Regions from separate parts of the Mus musculus genome. Here all the other regions are linked to region 2. Evidence: chromatin contacts called from public Micro-C and promoter capture Hi-C data. All regions are on one chromosome and are shown on one strand. The core of a region is the stretch at or near the end of the contact, and the rest is flanking DNA. Distances in the headings are between cores, read along the strand shown. Region 1 holds the start of Bex2 (brain expressed X-linked 2). Region 2 holds the start of Gprasp2 (G protein-coupled receptor associated sorting protein 2). Region 3 overlaps Gm31214 (a long non-coding RNA gene).

Region 1 (3,413 bases), core at 365-2,864, 230 kb after region 2:
ATAGATAAATTCTGCTAACAAAAAAAGAAATGTAAGACTGAGTCGAAAACACAAGTTTCAATTAGAAGCTGGCAGAAGTTGGAGCCCCATGGGGAAACAAGTGACACCAGAAATATTACAACAGTACATCACAAACATGTAAGTTTTGAAAGCAGGGGTCCCCATGTCATCTTCAGAGAAAAGCTCAGGACTCAGGGCATAAGGCAAAACTCATCATGGTGGTCATGATGAGGCGGGTCAGTGCTAACCGCCCGCAGGCTGTGGCTCAGCTGCCTTTCCCTCAGCTTCTCCATGAGCTGTCTCACATCATCCCCAAACCTCTGTACGTTCTCCTCTCTCATCCTTCCCTGGGGCTCCCCAACCCTATGCATCAGGTCCCATCTGTAGTGCACGATGGGCTGCCGAACCCGGAACCGCCTGCGACCTCCTCTAGGCACGTAGTAGTCTCCAGCTTCGAAAGGCAGGGCCACAATCGGATCCCTTTTGCTAGCATCCTGTGGCTTTTCTTCCTTTTCCTCCTTTTCCTGATGGTCATTCTCCATGTTGAGATTTTTCACGCCTTGTTCCACTTTGGACTCCATTTCTCCTAGAAGACAAGAGAAATGTTCAAAGATTCAGCACCGAGGACAGAGGCCCATTTGCCACCATTCACAATCTTGGATGTCCATATGTTTGTTTTTCAAATTTTATTTTTTCTACCTGAAAGGCTCAACACGCCCTCTAGGGGGCCCCCAGTCCCAGACCCTCCCTCCCCACAACCCACCATTTTCCCTGCAGATCTGTTTCCAAAGCTTTTGCAGGCATCAAAATGGAGGATGGAACTGTGGGAATGGTGGGTGGTGGAAGGGGAGCTGGGAGGTAGAATGAGGGGTGTGGGATAGTAGGTGGGAAGGGATGGATGAGGGGGATATGAGGGGACTAACGCCCATCCATCCCCGTTCAGTCTCCCCACCCCACCCCCACCGCCACTGAACCAACCTGGGCCTATCCCTTGCGGCGTAGTCCTCCTGTCAATTCCCGCTGCCGCCTGGACTCTCGGTTTCCAGTCAATCTGCAGACAGGGTGGGATGGGAAGGACTGGGCGCCGAGCTCAGCACCGCACCCGCCTTCCTCGGACCCACCGCCCATCCCCCTACAGGGCCGCCCACGATCTCTAGCAGCCCCGTCCCCATCCCCGTCCCCATCCCCGTCCCCGTCCCCATCCCCGTCCCCGTCCCCGTCCCCGCTCTCCGGGGCTCGCTCTAGCGCTCTCCGCTGCGGGCCCGCCCAGCCGCCCCTCTCCCGGGACCCCCGCGCCGTCCCCGCCCCTGAGCCCGGGCGTCCCTTCCCGGGCGCAGCCGGGGTTCCCCGCGCGGTGCACAAAGCCGCGGTGCGCGCCCGCCCGTCGCGAGGCTGTCGCCCGCAGGGCCGCGGCGTGCAGGCCCCTTACCTGTCCCGCTCGCCTCGGGCCCGCTGCCAGCCCGCCGCGCGCAGAGGAGCTCCGAGCTGCTGGCCAGACGCTCGTGACGACTGCACCCAAGGCTGCGTCGCTCTGCAGCCCCGGGTCACGTGAGGGCCCTGCGTCACTGCCAAGCCCGCTCCCCCTGTTCGGGAGGCCGGTGCGACAGGAGGCCCCGCCCCCGCCTCCCCGCCGCCAGTGCTCACCTCGGGCCCCACCCGTCACTCATCCGGATCCTCACCAATCTGAGGAACCACAAGTGGCATCACCATCAGGAGGTTGGACATCTCCCTTCCCTGTTACCAGGGAGGGTCTGCACCATGCTCCTTGGTTCAGCAACACCACACCCTCATCCTGGAAGTCCGTTTTCTCTCTTTCCATCTGTATAAATCCCTTCTATTAATTTCTCTTTATTTTCTTTTTAAATGTTAATAGGTCTGAGCCAGAACTAGTGGCCCACTCTTGAAATCCTGGCTGGAGTAGGAAATTCACCATGGATTGGAACCCATATAGATTACACAGTGAGTTTCAAATCAGTTTGGGCCATAGAATGAGTCCCTATTTCAGAACAGTTTTTCACGGCTCAAATTTTGAAAAGTAGAAGATTTGTTTTGAACAAAATGTTTAAAACTGGCAAAGTAAAAACTAAACAAACAAACATGAAAAAAAATGTTCTCCTGTGCTCTGTGCTCGACTCAATAGATTTACTCTGATCATCAATAGTTTGTTTAAATTTTTTCCTGGAAAACGTTAAAAACAGGATCTCTTTGAAAAATGTGTGTATTTAAAATCAGTTTAATGAATCTTAAGAAACAAGTCCAGTTGTTAGAGCATAATAATTTGTTGTAAGCAATCTTTTCCCCTTTAGGAGCCAATACCAAGTATTAATAATTCTGTTCCGTCTTACCCTGTAATTACCATCAGTCTTTAACTGTAGAAAGACTTTTGTTAGCAACTGAAAGTTCCTGGCTATCACTGTGGATAGCTTTAAGGACCTAAGCAAAGGGAGAAAGCTTTGAGGGTTGACAGACCAAAGATGTTATCATCCCTGCTCTGAAAAAAAGTCAGAGTGGGAAGACTGTATGTTTAATATGAATATCGTGTCCTTGAGTAAAAGGCAAGCTGTTGAATGGTTCACTTGTGCATTTCTCATTCTCAAGTGCCGTGTATGTTAGTATGGTGAAATAAAATCAGAACTGGTACCTGTTTTTTTTTTTATAAAAGAGAGAGAGTGAGATTAGGAAGGCATTGGTTTCCTTAACACCAAATTCCAGAGGCCCTCATTTCCTCCATCCAGGTTCCTGTTGTATTCTTCAAAACCACATGGAGAAACCAATCACCGTTGCTTCCTCTTGTGCAATTCTTCCAGAACCCCCCCCCCCAGTTCTTTTTAGCATTGATTAGAGGTCTGCTCTCATATTAGAAGCCACAAAAATATCCTACATTTTTTAGATCCTATGTAAATTACAGAAGGGTCTCTTGGGTGGGGGGAAAGGGGGCTCCCAAGGCTCTTCTCTTTTCACCCAGTTCCAGTAGAATCCTGTCTGGGTTCTGGTTGTTAACTCTTTGTAGCATTCGGGCGAGGTGTGGCTTGCTGGGACCCTTTAGACCACTGAGACAGAAAGATCTAGGTGTGAATTTGTGGCCAGACTGGTAAACATAGCAAGTGCCAGGCCACCTGGGGCTACATAGTGAGATACTGTTATAAAAAAAAAAGCAAGAACAACAAACAAACACAGAGAGATCTCAAGTGAATGACAAAATGATGGGGCTCTTAAAAAACAACAACAAAGAAAACAAACAAACAAACAAACAAACAACAAAAAACAAGCCCAAACTTAACACATGGTAAGAAATAATAAAAGAGTAAAGGGGAAATCAATAAAATAGAAACTAAAAGAACAATACATGCAATAAAAGATTTGTTTTTTCAAGACGATTAATGATACTCACAAAATCTTAGCCAAACTAGCAA
Region 2 (3,032 bases), core at 42-2,541:
TTATATTGGGTAGACTCATCTAGCAGAATTGTGTGCTAGATCCCACTATTTGCAACTGGAGTTCCACCTGAAACCTCAGTTCTCCTTGGCCGAATAATGTATGTTCACATATCCTTGGGGTTGTTGTTTTGCTGCAAACTAACTAGGTGTTTAAAGGAATTTCTAGATGAGCAAGCCCGGCAGCTTTACTGTGTGCTTAAGGCCATTCCTGATTTTCTCACAAAACAAGCAAAGAGGATGGAGAGCAGAGGGAATTTTGTGGGTGGGGTAAAAGAAAAGACTCAAAGTCAGCCAGGGGTGGGTTGTGAGAGAAAAAATGCACAGAGGGTGGTTTCCCTGACAGTTACAGTGAATCGAGTTGTGGCTGAGATCCAAGCTAGTTGATCCTCCTGCATATGCATGCTGCCAAAAACAAGAGCTTGGACCTGACTGGGAAGAGATGAGTTCAGAGAACCATAGGCAAGGAAACTGAACAGGCCCAATATGGCTCCCAACACTAGGCTGTAGGTCTCTATGGCACCCTGTAAATACTGACAGGGAAAGGACAATTGTGGGGACAGACAATAAGTCAATAAGTAACCCAAGGGTATTGCTCCTTAGAATGAGAACATCTCTCTCTCTCTCTCTCTCTCTCTCTCTCTCTCCACCCCTCTCTTCTTTTCTCCCTCCCTCCATCCCTCTGTGCCTCTATCTCCCTTTTGAAAAGTGGACAGTGGTGGGGGTTGTAATGAAAGCCCCCATGTCCTATCCTTTAGATTCAAAAATGCTCTCCTCTTCATGGTTGCATGAGCCAGTAAGAGAAAACATGGGAGAATCAACAGGAACCTACTGGCTGGCTGGCTGTTGCTAGGTCACCTGTCCCCTCTCAGGCTGCATTACTAACAGCCCCCCTCCCCTTCCATTGGCGACAGAAAGGGGGGGGGAGGTTGGGAGGGAGTACAGAGTGGGTGCTGTGATGGGTAGGCACTGTCCAGCCTCGTTCTGAAGTGCAAATCTAGGGGCCACTCAGTATCCCTCCGCTGCTCCCCCCTGCTCCCTAACTGCAGACCTTCTCCTCCTTATAGTCCCCCCCTTCCCAAAACCCTCATAGACTCTAGGTCTTAGCCATCCCACACACTGTTGTGGCGCCAAAAAAAAAAAAGTGGTGGTGGTCTCTGGTTAGGGTGAACAGGGGTCTGCAGACGCCTAACCGGTGCAACCCACCCCTCCAAGAGGAGTGGGGCTGTCTGGCCCCGCCCACTCCGAGTCGGAACTACAGTGGGTCCGGGAGGGGGCGTAGAGCCCCGTGCGCAGTATCCCTCCGCCCCCTTCCCGACACCCTCGAGGAGAGCTGGCTTGTCGCATCCTGCGCAGCCCCTGCCTGTTTGGTGCAGAGGCGTGGGGACAGGACACATCTCTGCCATTCCACTCGCGCGCAAAGCGTTAAAGGCCAGTGAGAGGATCTGCAGAGGACAGAGAACACCCAGGAATAGGAGTCGGACGTGGGGGAGCCCAGGGACCTGGGCCGTGCGCCTGGCCAGGCAAGTGGGGGTGTGTCGAGGGCTCTGGGCGGTCGCGCACTGCAAACAACTGCCTGGCCCTGACAGTTCAGTGGAGGCAAAGGGGTCGCAGCTGCTCCCTGGAGTGTGCGCGGTGCCCGGAGACCCCAGACCGTGGTGGGGAGGAGGAAGCGGGGAACTAAGGCAGGGCCGCAGGAGCAGGGGGCGGCTGAGGAGGCAAAGTCTGCGGGTTTTGGAGGGTGGCAGAGCCTACAACCTGACAGCCTCCCTCCAGGTGTCAGTCCGGGACCAACACAGGTTATGAGGTAGGTGGCCACAGGAGAAATGGCGGTGGGGGGTTGCGGGGGAGGAGGACAGCAAGCCTGGAGCCCATGGATGTGGGTGCAGGTGCAGGGGGCCAACTCAGCTGGTGGGTGGTGAGTCGCCTCGGCTATTAGGGCTCCGAAATGGTTCCTGAGAGGGGCCCTGGTACCCTGCATCCTGGGTGCTGTCACTCCCCACAGGCTTCTGATTGATGGAAAGTGACCTGTCTGCATGGTAGGTCTGGCATATTCTGACAGGCCACGGTGAGCATCTATAGACCAGAAGCTTGAGAAAAGAAGAAGAGAAAAAACAGCGCGGATTTCTGGAGGTGTGTAGTAATGGGGATGGGCACCAGACAGTGAGTGGAGATGCAAAAAATGGTGGGGGTGACTGGCCAGAACAGGTGGGATATCCATTAGTGTCTCCTAATCTCATTTCTCACAACCTTGTAGGTACCTTCCACACTGCCTTTCCCCTCCCTCCCAAATCTGGGGTCTGAAAAGATGGTTTGGGGATGATGACGGAGTCATAAATCCAAGGACCACTTCAGAACCTGGTTTCTAGAATGTGCTGCGCCCTTCCCCCATTTTTTGCTGCGCAAGGAAAGGAAATATGGCCACCTAGTGGCGGATCTTCAACATTGCAGAAGGGACTAATAAGGATGACATCAAAGAAGGGGGTGTTACCTCAGGAGCCCTACAGCCAGGCTAAATAAATCTAGAATGTTCCAGCAGTAGGACCCTAAATGCTGAAAGACACATGATCTGGTTCATATCCTTGGTGACATTCATAACATGATCAGCTGCTACCATCATATAAGTGCCATACATTTTCATCTTTGTCCACAGCCCTGCTTTAAGGCTGGTCAGTTCTTCAAGCAAGGGAAGAAGGCTTCAAGGCGACTGTCTCAAATCTCTGGAGATTGGTGAGACTCAGGGCAGTGCAGGAGCCAGCCACTGAGGAGGCAAATTCAGATTGCTCTAACCCAAGAGGGTGTTTACTGTCCCCTTAATTTGCCCACACCTGCTGCCATCATTTCCTGATTGTCATACATTTTCATGTCTTTGTCCACAGCCCTGCTTTAAGGCTGGTCAGTTCTTCAAGCAAGGGAAGAAGGCTTCAAGGCGACTGTCTCAGATCTTGGAGGTTGGTGAGACTCAGGGCAGTGCAGGAGCCAGCCACTGAGGAGGCAAATTCAGATTGCTCTAACCCAAGAGGGTGCCCGATGCC
Region 3 (3,285 bases), core at 557-3,056, 140 kb after region 2:
TAGAGAATCGGCCAAAAAATAATGCAGAAAGAGAGAGACCTTGGAATATTCAGTCCTAAGTGGGGTGTCTCCATCAAATCCCTCCCTTCAGAGCTCAGGGAACCCCACAGAGGAAGAGGCAGAAGGAGTGTGGGAACCAAAGGTGATGGAGGAGAGCAGGAGAACAAGGCCCTGTAAATGAAGTGAACAAAGCTGATATAAACTCACAGAGACTGAGGCAGCGTGCACCCATTTTCTTTTAACATTGCAGAATTCAGAGATTTGCACAGAAGGTAAGTCAGCTTCTACCCACACACTTCTTCAGGTAACTGGCAGGATTTGAAGGGAGCTATTCCTTCCTCTTCCTCCACCTAGACACCCTGGACACTTACTGTTGAACATTTATCTTAGCTGGGTGGGAGGCAGGGATCAATCTCAGCCTTACATGTCCAAACACTGATAGCACAAAAGTGGTTTCCTGTAATCCCAGAAAATCCAGGAATGTCTGCTCCACTGTCCTTCCCGGCAGGTTCCGTACTCGCTTGCCCAGGCAGCATCCACCTCCATCTTTCTTTTCCCCCTCTTCTATTTCTTGGTTTGTGTATTATTTTAATCTAGCACATGATCACATATGGTTTTGTTGATACTGAGAGAGTAAGAGATAATAAATCCATGAGTACCTGTGAGCTTTAATATACAAATGAAGTTTTCCAAAAGACCTGGAAATGTCAAGGACTAGCCTTGGCTTAGAGTGCGGTTGGGGGTGGGGGGAAGGGGTGTCTGGGAGCAGTGAAACAGGACTCCAAGTCAAATTGTGGGTCAGAGCTGGCAACCTATGTTGTGTTCAAGGCAGCTTTCCAGACTGTTCTAGGTTCTGCTTTTTTTCTCTTGGCTCTGCTTTCTCTGGAGAGCTCCATACCCATCTCTGTGTTTTACAGTTCTCCAAGCTGTTCTAATTAGCGCCTCTCTTACAGATCAAAAGCCCAGGCTTTTATTTTACATATCAATCCAGTCATTTACTCCAGGTTTCCTTTTCATTAGCAGATGAATCAGCAACCTGTGACCCCAGCCCCTTAATTCTTTGGGAGACCACAAGCACACACTTTTTTTTTTAACATTGTAAAAGAATCCAGAGATCTGCCTGCCAAAGTTAAACACAGTTGAATAGATCTCTGGGTAGGATCTGGCAGGAAACTACCGTTTCTACCACTCCTGGGCCTAACTTTGCTCTGTCCCAGGCTGACCTTGAACTCAAGAATCTGCCTGCATTTGTAGCTGCCTCTTTGTATCTTATGACAAGCTAGCTCTTTGTGCCTTTAGATCTGTGAAGCGCCTTATACAATTCATAGTGCATCCTTCTATTTTTACACAGTTGAGAAATGATATATTTTTGAACTTGTGTTTTTAGAATTCTTTAACACATCCTTAAGGGGCAGCCCTGAAGGTCCCAGCGTTTACCATTTTGCTGAAACATGAGCCACACCTTCGCCACCCAGACTGGGGTTGTCTCCGCTGATCATGGAGTCATTAGCACTAACGGCGGGCATTCCTTGAAGGAACGCGAACTTATGTACATTATTATACAAACAAGCCTTATGCCCATGGCAACCATCGATATTCATAGGGGCCCACACCTGCTGGCCCTGTCCCAGGGGCGGGAACTATGTCATCCTGTTCCCACCAAGGCCACGCTGGTCCCAGCATAGCAACACAGTAAATTAATTGTTTTGTCTCATTTGTTACTTCGTGCAAAAAGATACTCCTCCTTAAAAGACAAAGAAAAGGCTCCTTTGCTCATCTTCTCACGAAGCTCACCTGCGCTTGTGTCCTGCCTCCCCATAGGATAGTGCCTTGGTCGTGTTCATCCGACGTGCATTCTATTACCCTCGATATCCCCCCCCCCTCCGTGAAATTTCCGGAAGATGAATGGATCTGCAAATTGTTATATGGAGCAAAGTAATTCAGAATCAGACACAGGCACCCCACGTTTGCTCTTAGGAGGGGATCGTACATCTGTGTGTGGGTGGGCTTTATAGGTCATGACACCAGAATGAAGACAGTGAAAGGGTAAAGGGGCTTCTTTTCCTTTTAAGGAGGAGTATCTTTTTGCACAGAATAACAAATGAGGCAATTGTGTTTCTAGATCTTCCGGAAAACCTCATTTGTATAGGAAAGCCATTTCATTTGTTGATGACCACAAGCCTCGCGGGTACTCCCTGACTTATCTCTTACTCGTTCTGTGGGGACCACACTGTGCAGGGGTCCTCTTCCGGAACAGACCTCCACCCTCTATTAGCTTACTCTATGCAGGTTTCCACGAAATCTTCCCACCATTCTTCCAAGGTTCTCTGTTACAGTTTCTCATGCACATAATATAATTTTTATGTCCTCTAAAAGAATTGGAATCATTCTCTTTATAAACTGGTTTTAAGAACGACGTCATATTTTTCTGCACATTGTAGAAGCTTCTTTGCAGACATTTAATAACGGGGTGCTTTGGTGCCACCTCGTGACGGAATCCTGAACTACAGTTTGAACACCACTGAGAAGGAGAGGCTAGAGGAGCTGCTGCAGTCCAACTACCTTTCAGAACATTCTGGAAGATTGCTTGGAAAAGGAACGATTTCCGGTAGAAGTATTGGGAGTCATCAGACAGAAAGTTAAGCATTGCTATTATCATAAAGTGAAAACTTTATATGAGATGGACGATATTACAGCTTATTTTTATGCTAAAAGTCTGCTAAGTAGATTGGTGGCTATGTATATGAACAAAAAACCAAATCCTGGTCACGTGTGATATTTTCAATCCTCCTTTACCTTTATTATGACCGTATCTGCATGTAATTGCTTTTATAAAATAACATTATGAAATGTTCAATAAGATTTTACATATTTATTTTATTATATGAATGCTAATAAGTTTACCTGCACTCTTGTAATAAAATTTATCTGAGTGTTTAAAGACACTGTTAAACACAAGATGATATAAAAATCCAACTACGTTTTATCCAGGAAGGCATTAAAGAATATTAGAATAAGTAATAATACAATTTAAAATATACTAAAACCCATTGCGCCAATACTCAGTTCACATTAACCAGATCATTGCTTTAAGGGGGAGAAAAATACAAACTTTATATTTCTTTTGAAAATTTTAGCTGTCTTAGTGTTTTTTCATTAAAACCTGTAGCTTAATATCTTTATCATTATATATGAAGTTATATTTCTTTATATATCTTTGTAATACTTTCTCAAGATTTTATTTTAAAACCCATGAAATCTGTGCTACATATTAATGCAAGACAT

The links. Hi-C and Micro-C count contacts between places; a contact is called where the count stands out from the background. Capture Hi-C pulls out chosen DNA fragments and counts their contacts.
Region 1: a contact with region 2 is called in a promoter capture Hi-C map of pancreatic islet. The contact joins the promoter of Bex2 here to the promoter of Gprasp2 in region 2. A contact is called at or near these places in 4 of 39 promoter capture datasets (the 3T3-L1 cell line, hippocampal neurons, pre-B cells and 1 more) and 1 of 9 other capture datasets (pancreatic islet).
Region 3: a Micro-C map of embryonic stem cells shows a contact between it and region 2, with 2.9 times the contacts expected there. The contact joins the enhancer-like site here to the promoter of Gprasp2 in region 2. A contact is called at or near these places in 11 of 39 promoter capture datasets (the 3T3-L1 cell line, cranial neural crest, embryonic stem cells and 5 more), 6 of 484 Hi-C or Micro-C datasets (the HL-1 cell line, the N1E-115 cell line, cerebral cortex and 2 more), 5 of 115 datasets of contacts at active chromatin or transcription factors (embryonic stem cells and neural progenitor cells) and 4 of 9 other capture datasets (adipose tissue, embryonic stem cells, liver and 1 more).

What each region holds. Positions count from the first base shown.
Region 1 is chrX:136,066,622-136,070,034 of GRCm38.p6, forward strand. Bex2 (brain expressed X-linked 2) reads right to left here and starts at 1,615. Exons shown (of 3, transcript NM_009749.2): 1 at 1,430-1,615; 2 at 979-1,051; 3 at 1-586. The coding sequence starts at 581. The coding sequence ends at 192.
Region 2 is chrX:135,837,743-135,840,774 of GRCm38.p6, forward strand. It overlaps Gprasp2 (G protein-coupled receptor associated sorting protein 2), which reads left to right and starts at 1,292. Exons shown (of 6, transcript NM_001359371.1): 1 at 1,292-1,520; 2 at 2,651-2,727; 3 at 2,877-2,948.
Region 3 is chrX:135,972,860-135,976,144 of GRCm38.p6, forward strand. All of the region lies in intron 6 of Gm31214 (a long non-coding RNA gene), which reads left to right. Among named protein-coding and RNA genes, the nearest start is that of Arxes2, 19 kb to the right of the region's middle. Within about 2 kb of position 1,807, at least 13 of the 459 cell types and tissues checked have an H3K27ac peak or open chromatin away from gene starts, as enhancers often do. A contact at or near this core is called in embryonic stem cells, where this site is marked.